2 separate regions of the Zea mays genome follow, and region 1 is linked to region 2. Evidence: chromatin contacts called from public Hi-C data. All regions are on one chromosome and are shown on one strand. The core of a region is the stretch at or near the end of the contact, and the rest is flanking DNA. Distances in the headings are between cores, read along the strand shown.

Region 1 (4,458 bases), core at 1,865-4,364, 210 kb before region 2:
GGTGCTCCGGACGGTCCGACCTGCACAGTCAGACGGTCTGCGTGTGGATCAGACGGTCCGGTACTATCCTCGGACTGTCCGGTCACGTCAGGCAACACCTGTGACCCTTATGGTGGGCTCTGTGTAACTCCGGACTATCTAGCGTAGGGTGCCGAACGGTCTGACCTTGAGCACCTTGATCTTTTTATCCGCCACCCTGAGCACCTGATCTTTTTGTCGTTGGACCTCCTCGTCTATTTTCTTCATGTCATCTTTTAATCTTTTATGCTCAGCGACAGATAAATTAGTCAGCCTTGTGCTGCTGTTTGGAGAAGCCCTGTTGAGATCTTTAGAATCGGCCATATAAGCCTGATTTTGTAGATCTTAAACCTCGTCCCTAGTGGAGTCGCCAAAAGTATGTTGGTGCCTTTTTGGGGGCGCCAATCACTCAATACGAACCGGCGGTGCTCTCTGGTCAGGCACGGACGGTCCGCGGCATAGGGCCAGACGGTCCACGACCTGGCGCGAGGCTAGGGTTCCCTGCCTGACGACCGGACAGTCCGCGCCCTAGGGCCAGACGGTCCGCGACCTGGTGACAGGGTCGTCTTCCTCCTCCTTGCTGGAATCTAGATCTCGTCCTTTAGGGGGAAAAGATCTTAAGGTGCTCTAGGTCGATAGGTCACCCGGGGCGTCCCCAGACGACGTGGAGCCGCCTAGGAATTAAGAGATCAATTCGAGAAAGAGGTCTTGGATGGACAACTAGATCTTGCCCCCCGGGAGGGGTGAGATCCTAGGGTTGTCTTGGGATCGGCAGGCCACCCAAGGCGGATCTAGACGACGTAGAGTCGAATAGGGATGGAGGTGGATATGTGGAAGACTACAACTAGAACTATGCTACATCTACTCCTAGGGCAGGAAAAGTAAATTAGGTAATTGGTTCGATTGGAATGTGTTCGGGGGTTCTCAATCGGCCGTACCCCTTTATATTTATAGGGTAGGAGGTCTGGACCTTTTCCTAAGAGATAGCCAACAAACTCCCACTTGATTAGATGGATAACCACGCACGAGATAAGGATAAACATCCGAGTTAATCTAATCTCGGGACACGCGGACCGTCCGGGCCCAAGGGCCGGACCGTCCGCTCATTTTGGTGTCCAACAGTGACATAGGAATTAGAGAGGATCTATAGTGAAGAAAACTCATTGTTATTCAAAACTGAATAACAATAGATTTGGATCTCTTCTAATTTTTTTTGTCATCAAACCAGCCTTCAAGGGCTTGTTCTGTTGCATCCTGATCGGAGGGTCTTGAAACTTGAAAGGGATTAAATACCTTCGTAATTAAAATTGAATAGAAGGGGATTTAATACCATCAATTCTTTTCGATCCAAACGCAACGAACAAGGACTAAGTCGATAGCCTACGTGGAATAAGTAATAGACGCTGATTGCTTCCTATCGGCTCCTCAGTCGTCGATTGAAGCCCCGTCGACCATTTACACCACGTTTGGTTGGGGAGCCAACTGGGATGGAGCGACTCCATTTCAGTTTCTTAGAATTAAGCCATTTCATTCTGTGTTTGGCAAGCAGAACAGAACCGCTCCATTTTTTGTTTGGTTGAAGAGTAGAATAGAGCGGAGCCGCTCTGTTTATTGTTTGGTTAGAGAGTCATATGACTGTTGAGTGGAGGAGAGGGATGAGAGCGCTCGCATCCGGTCATTTTGGTGGAGCGAGAACATCACAAATATTTGTTATTTATAGACTTTAGGAGCCGCTCCACTCTCCTCCATGGTAACCAAACATCAAAAAAATAAGAATGGAAGGAGAAATACTTAATAATTTTACAATAATTTTACCAATATGTTAATAATTTTACAATACTCGTTCCATTCTCCTCCGCTCTTCAACCAAACAAACCATTAATTACCAATAGGTTAATAATTTTACAATAACCCTATTAAAAGCACTAAATCTATAATTAATTTTAAATATTTTTTTAAAATGAGTTAGTAGAGAGTCGTTTCAATCATATAGAAATATTTATTGGTAGCACTTTACAAAGTGCTTGGAAGGAGAAAGATAAAAAGAAGACGGAAAGACAAAACCATGGCACCTACTAATGACCGAATTTACAAATATGGCCGGGAATGGAACGAATTTACAAATATGGCCGGGAATGGAACGGTTTAATTTCTTAATTAACGATTGTTAGCCATAAAAGTATGGTTGAATTTGACTAACAATATGAATCCAATGGTTTATAAGTGACAGTGGGATCAGGTAGAATTGGTAGTGGGGATTAGTTTTTCAAGTGATGTTTGATAAGAGCGCAAGGACAGGAATACAATCTGGACCTTAGTTTTTGGTGCATTGCATTTTGCATTCACCCAGTTCTCCTAGAGGAAGGCCTACCAAGCACGGATTGAAATTTCGGGGCCTGAAAAGTGGTATGGCACTAAGGCCCATGAGGCCGAGCGTCAGCTCGATCACTGGCGCAACCCACACAAAATTGGCCTCCTCACAGCTTCTGCATTTCTAGGTACAATTATTTTTTTGATGTTAATTTCTAGCTACAATTATCAATATCGGAAACAATTAGCTGCGACAGCAACAACAGTGCAACGACAAAAAGGTAAACCCCCCCTCTCTCGCTCGTAATGAAACCAATGTTTCGAATTATTAACAGTTTCTGCATTTCTAGCTACAATTATCAATATCGGAAACAATAGCTGCGATTGTGGCAACAACAGTGCAACGACAAAAGGTAGACACCCCCCCTTCTCGCTCATAATGAAACCAATGTTTCGAATTATTATTACAAGCCTCTCCTAACGAACCCTGCACTCGATATAACCAAAATCTAGCATAACCCTGGTGCAAAACTGCAAATGGTAGAAGATGATAGCATTTGAGGCCTTGTTTGGATAATCTTGGATTGGAGTGGATTGAGGTGGTATAAGGTGTATTGAAGTGTAATATGAACTAATTTCTCTTTCAATCCCTAAAATACACTTCAATCCACTTCAATCCCTCTTTATCCAAACAAGGCCTGATGGAAAGATGAGTAACCTAAGTTAGAGGTGTGTATATACTGTAATGGGTCATGGGCTGAACGCTGGCCCATCAAGTAAAAAAGAATGGTGGCTCGTGGCTGTTCCTGAATCAACTTCAACATCTCAAAGCCGGGAAAGACTAACCACTCACCCTGTTTGTGATAGCTCCACGGTCAGACAAAAATTGCACCGTTAATCCTTACTCTTCAAGACTTGGGGTTCAGCACGCACGGAGACGGAGCAACCAAGTTCGTATCAGGGTGAAAATCCTGGCAGCAATCTGACATGCGTACAGAACAAACCCAACACGTCTCAGCCAGTCAGCCTACCCAGGGCCATACACTATAAAATGTTTCTGTCATAGCACGAACAACTAACGACGAACTACCACTGATAACACAGGACAAAAGCACCCGTGGAACATCACTTGCCATCAGATCATGCAGGGATCAGCAGCACAAGATCGGTTCTTTGTTTATGCATATTCTGCCATAGCTTACACTACCGAAATCCATGGATTTGACGAGTGCTCGGCACTTTGCCGAGTACTTTTGTCGGATACTCGGCAAAAAAAGCTTTGCCGAGTGCCGCACTCGGCAAAGTCCTGCTCTTAGTAAACAAAACGTTCATCGAGAGTAGGACTCTCGGCACAGAAATACACTCGGCGAAAGTGACGTTCGGCAAAGGGTCGTCAGCGACCGTCTAAAGCTGACGGCCGTTAACCTTTGCCGAGTGTCATCTTTAAACACTCGGCAAAGTATATTTTTTTTTTCATTTTCCAACCAAACTTTTTATGGTATGTTACTACACTATGTAGACCTACATGTACTATTTTGGCACAATTATAAATGTGTTTTCTATAACTATTGGATTTAGTTCGGCTAATGGAATTTTATTAGGAGCAGTTTTAGCTCTATTTATAGTTTCCCAACCCTAATCTTCATCTCTTTTCAGCTCTACATCGTCTTGAGGCCCTTTGCGTGGCCTGACAACTCTAAGTAACCCAAGATCCTTCCTCCTCGACAGATTCCTCCTAGGAGATAGGATCTGAGTATTCTCGGAGGTCTTTGTGCCACCGTGAACAGTGTGTCGGCCAACCGCGAACAGTCCGGCCACCAGGGCCGGACAGTCCATTGCTCAGCAGAAAAGTCCCCAAGACCCTGTTTCTCTCGTGCAGGCCTTAGGAATTATTAGTGTTTGGTCCCAAAAGATGCAAGTATGTGCTTTACACTATGTGTGTACATTAGAAGGGGTTTTTATTCTCTAGATTAAAGATGGCAACGAGACCCATTACCTGACGGGTAATTACTCCATTAGGGACGTGTTTGGTCTTTGGTTGCAATTTTATACCCGCGAATTGTTAATGAGAGAAAAAGAGGACCCAATGGGTAGAACGGGTATGTGTATGTACTCATTAAACCCATATCC
Region 2 (4,695 bases), core at 1,023-3,522:
ACAGAATACATATACAATGATCATCATCACTATTCACTATCCATATTTAGGTATTGATTCTCGATGACTTATTCAAGCTCTAGATTCTCCAAGTTATGCTAGTCATGTGGGCTTTGACGGACCTTAGTTAAATACTGAGTCTATATTTATTGGGCCTCGGTGGGCCTTAGTTAAATGGGTCGTGCCAGGTCGGCCCGTGGGCTTGAATTGAGGCCCAGGCACGGCCCACAATATGGGCCGTGCCGGCCCAGACCCACAATTAGGTTGGGTCGTGTCAGATATGGGTCGTACCAGAAATTATGTGTTTTGGGTCAGCCTACGCACAACACAAATGTACACCTATAACTGACTCACTGACCCATCAACTAGTCAGACCCTGTTAAACCAGCCTTGACCACACTGAAAGCACCACATGTCGCGTACCAGGAAGATGCATCTGTAGTATAGTGTTTCTTTGGATGGTTGGTTCTTTGACTATAAGGTTTGAGTGTTTGACTGGTCCTGCCTCGTAGCATGAGTCTTAATATGCATAGTGAAGTACAGCACTACTACAGAAGGTCATCCGGGTAGGGCCAGGCCAACTAAAGGCATTTGTTAAGAGTCAGGGTCAAGATCAACGGCTAGCAAGTAGCAAAGTGCAAGCAACGTGACTCACCTTGGAAGTTTTTGGGTCTATTTAGTTTGCCTAGGGTTTAGGGTTTAATGTTATAAAAATTGGTCGCCTAAAAAAATCAGTGAACTTAAAATTTAGTTGGTATTGCTTGATCTTGGGACTAAAAAAATTGTATGTACACTAATTAGTCCCATTCTAGCCGTCTGGCGGACTAGAGTTTAGTATGTTTCACATTGGATATTTTAATGAATATTATGAGTATTAAATATAGTTTAATATAAAATTAATTATATAGTTAAACACTAAACAGTGAGACAAATTTATGAAACATAATCAGTATATGATTAACAAACTGTAGCATCACAGAATTGAATCATGAACTAATTAGGTTTAATATATTTGTCTTATTATTTAGTCCATATATATGTAATTAATTTTATAATTAGACCATATTTAATACTACTAACTAGTATTAAAACATCCAATGTGATACTGACAGTGACTAAAGTTTAGTAAAAGGAAAAAAACGGGGCCTAAGCTAGACTAAAGTTTAGTGTACTGACTCTGTACTTTGTTTAAATGTACTAGGAATTTTTTATTATTATCTGCTTGTTGTCAGTCCATTGTCCAAGTGATCAGTAGTACTAGTATATACAGAAGACGACCATAGGTCGTAGCACAGGTTTGCCAGCATATCCATCCCCTGTTCCTCTCTACTGACTCATACACCACCGACAACACCATGACGACGAAGAGGTGTTCTTGTCCTCGCTTCATGTATGTGATAACGATGCTCCTGGCTGTCATCGTGTCTTGCTATATCATTGTCGACTGCTCCGCCGAGGTCCAAGGTATGTTACGTTGTATGTATGGCGTGTTCAGTTGAGTTAGGAGCAGTACTTGCTGTAACTTCATTAATAAGAATCTCTGCTGTTGGTGATGGAGACCATGCATTGATGCATATATGCGCACCATGCAGAAGCTCAGCCAGACGGAGGGCATGAGGGCTGGGCGCCGCCACCACCGCGAGGGGGCACTGTGCAACACATGTGCCCCGACCCTGAGCCTGAGTGCAGACACCCCGGTGCTCCCCCGCCGCCGCCGCCAACGCCGCACCGCCGCAAGATCGCGCGCCCGGAGCTGGCAGGATAGTGGATAGGAACGCCGCCAATGATATATTAGCGATGTGATGAACTGATGACCCCCTTTATCACCTTTGTGCTATGAGACTATGATGTACTCGTACGATGGATGCTGCTTTTAATTTGTATTTGCCTGAGACAGCTTCGTTTTCAATTATTGTCAGCTTAATTGCCGTTCTTCGGCCTTTCCCACTCTGGCTCTTTCTTTCAGATCGTCGTCTTGCTTTTGGGTTCTGTCAGTGTCAGTGTTCTGATTGTGGATGCCGTCGTCCAAACGATGCATCCGATTGAGGGGCCTTACTGATCATGCAATGCGGCGATTAATTGGTGAACCGTGAACATGCCCATAAAACCAAACAAAAACAAAGAGAAACGAAGAGAAACAAAGCCAAAAGGAGGTTGCTGTTGCTGTATGTTCATCCACAGTCCTTTCGCCGTCGCAACCGCCTGCTCTCGCACGAGGCGGTGCTGTGGACGACGCTGTAGCTAGTCGTCGTCTCCGTTCAGACGACAAGTCAACCATTCGGCCATTCATCTTTTCACAAGTCGTGCACCGGCAACACCGTACATGACCAGTTGACAGCTCGGTTCTTGACTGGTTAATTACGCACTTGCTGTGAGCCGTGATGAGCAGGTTATTAGGTTAATACAGTACTCTAGTCTAATAAGCAGCGCGGACCGCGAGCTATCTATATAAGAAGGCAGTTAACACAGCCCTGGATGCATGCACTGGGCCAATCGAGTTACGATCGATTCACCCGCCAGCTGAAGACCCAAGACGACGAGCGAGCTGAGAAAGAGAAGAGCGCGGAATGAAGGCGCGTCGTCCCTCCTTGCTGGCTGTGTGCTTGGCGATATTGGCAGCCACGCTCGTCATTTTCGCCGTGTACATCGAGCCTGCGCAAGGTACGTAGGTACGGGTGCGTAGATAACTAGATAAGTATACACACTGTATGCCAAATGCCAACTTGCAGCCTTCACAGTCATGCTTCACTAGTCTGCTGGTATATTTAGGCCCTCTTTTGGATATATAATCTATACCACGTTTGGACGTAGATATTGGAGCATGGAATTAGTAATTAGGAATTGGATTCAATTTTTATGAATTCTATTGTTGGTTGTACAATCCCACGCTCGCGTCGCTCCCACGCGGGGCGACACGGGCGGCTCCCAAGCCCGCCGCCGCTTTCCCTCTCTTCCTCTCTCCTGCCACGCCGCCGCCGGAGCTGGCCGCCGGCATGGCCGTCCGGCCAGCAGGGAGGGTGGCGGCGAGGCTCTCTTCTTCGCGTTGGTGGCGCGCTCCGCAGCAGGCCGGCAAGCCATCCCTCGCGCGGCTGCGTAGAGTTGTCTGGATGGCTTCTGCGGCTGTGGCGGCGCCGGCTGGTGCCCGCGCAGGTGCAGGGGGCGGCGGCTAGGGTCCCTGGCCCATGGCCCAGGCGGTCGGCTCCGGTGCTCGGGGGCCAGATCTGGACCCTGTCGACCGGATCTGCCTCATCAGCTGGCAGTTGGTGCGGTGGCGGTTGCGATGGCGGCCGGTGGCGGTTGCGGTGGCGGCAGTTGGTTGGGGCTTGTGCAGGCGGCGACTCCGCGACCATGGCCTCTTGTGGGTTCGGCGAGGCCTTGTTTGGAGCTACGGTCGTCAGATCTGGCTCCCCGGTGGTGGTGTGTGGCAACAACAAGTGGGCAGCAGTGGCCCCGACGGCGACTACGGGGTTTGTGCGTCAGTGCGGCGGAGGTAGCTTGCTTTTGTTCTGGGGCCTCGCTTGGCGTTGTGCTGGGGTTTTCTTGGGCGAAAGCCTTGGCGACGGCGCCGCCCCTGGGCGCCGCTTCCCCTGTTGAGGGCGTCGTGCTTCCCAGCACTGTCTTACATGGGCGAAAGCCCCGTCCATTTCGGACCGGCGATGGTGGCGTCCTCGACGTCACTCCCTTCCTGAAGGCGTCGCTACTGCTGGCGGGAGCAGGACAGAGGTTCAAAGTTTTGGAAGTCTCGCTGGCGAAGAATCGGAGCTGTCTCGAGCGGGGTGTCTCGTGCTTGGCAACGACGACGCGCCGCATTCTTCCTCCTCTTGGGCCGATGTTTGTAGTCGTCGTCGTTTTTCATTTAGCCTTGTGCTGCCTATCTTGGGGAGTCGGAGCTGCTCGTCACTTATGTTGAGCTCGGCAACGATGACTCATGATGTGTATTGTGTGGGGGTTGCTGTTGTCTGGGTTGTTTGTATGCCCTGTGTAGGTTTTGGGTTCGGTTTCCCTTAAAACTGGATCAATTCCTTTCTTCTTAATTGAGAGGTAGAGCTCCTGCCATTACGTTCAAAAAAATTGTTGGTTATACACAATTCTCTGGAATTGGAATATAACTAGAAACTCCTTCCCAATACAAAACATCACGCCTTTAAATTGTGTGTAATTAGACCTTACAATTCTAAACTTCAATTCAGTGACATCCAAACAATAGAACTGAAATTACATATTATTTCAATACTATGACTGATTTGATATTGAACCTAATTTAATTCTCGTTTGCCCCCAATATCAACATCTAAAAAGAGCACTAGGTTTTCTAGATTAGATTGGCTATATAATTAGAAGCCAGAATGATGTTGTATATGTTCCTTTATTATTATTTTTTTTGATAATGGAAACATGAGTTCCGGCTTTAGCATGGTAATGCGTACAGCCAACACAAGACAATTATTACATCCGAGAAACGTTGCATAGAAAATGAAACTAACTTAAAGAAGCAAAATCACGAGAATGTAGGTAACTCTAGCCATCCTCAATTCTTGCATTTTAGCGCCATCCATGATTTGCAAAGACTTCCATCGCCACCACTTCCAACGCTTGACAGACATCGAGGATTTGTTGATGTGATTCCTCCTTCTGTAGAAGTCTCCAGAATCTGAACCAGTAAGTACCTCTGAAAATGACCTGCAAAATTGATGG

Evidence for each region. A called contact is a pair of places that touch in the nucleus more often than the background predicts.
Region 1: a contact with region 2 is called in a Hi-C map of ear, with 2.0 times the contacts expected there. The contact joins two enhancer-like sites. A contact is called at or near these places in 4 of 25 Hi-C or Micro-C datasets (ear, leaf and tassel).

The regions. Positions count from the first base shown.
Region 1 is chr3:28,125,842-28,130,299 of Zm-B73-REFERENCE-NAM-5.0, reverse strand. No RefSeq gene overlaps it. Among protein-coding and RNA genes, the nearest start is that of LOC103651843, 20 kb to the left of the region's middle. Within about 2 kb of position 3,114, at least 12 of the 20 cell types and tissues checked have an H3K27ac peak or open chromatin away from gene starts, as enhancers often do. A contact at or near this core is called in ear, where this site is marked.
Region 2 is chr3:27,919,353-27,924,047 of Zm-B73-REFERENCE-NAM-5.0, reverse strand. No RefSeq gene overlaps it. Among protein-coding and RNA genes, the nearest start is that of LOC109944934, 6.3 kb to the right of the region's middle. Within about 2 kb of position 2,272, at least 5 of the 20 cell types and tissues checked have an H3K27ac peak or open chromatin away from gene starts, as enhancers often do. A contact at or near this core is called in ear, where this site is marked.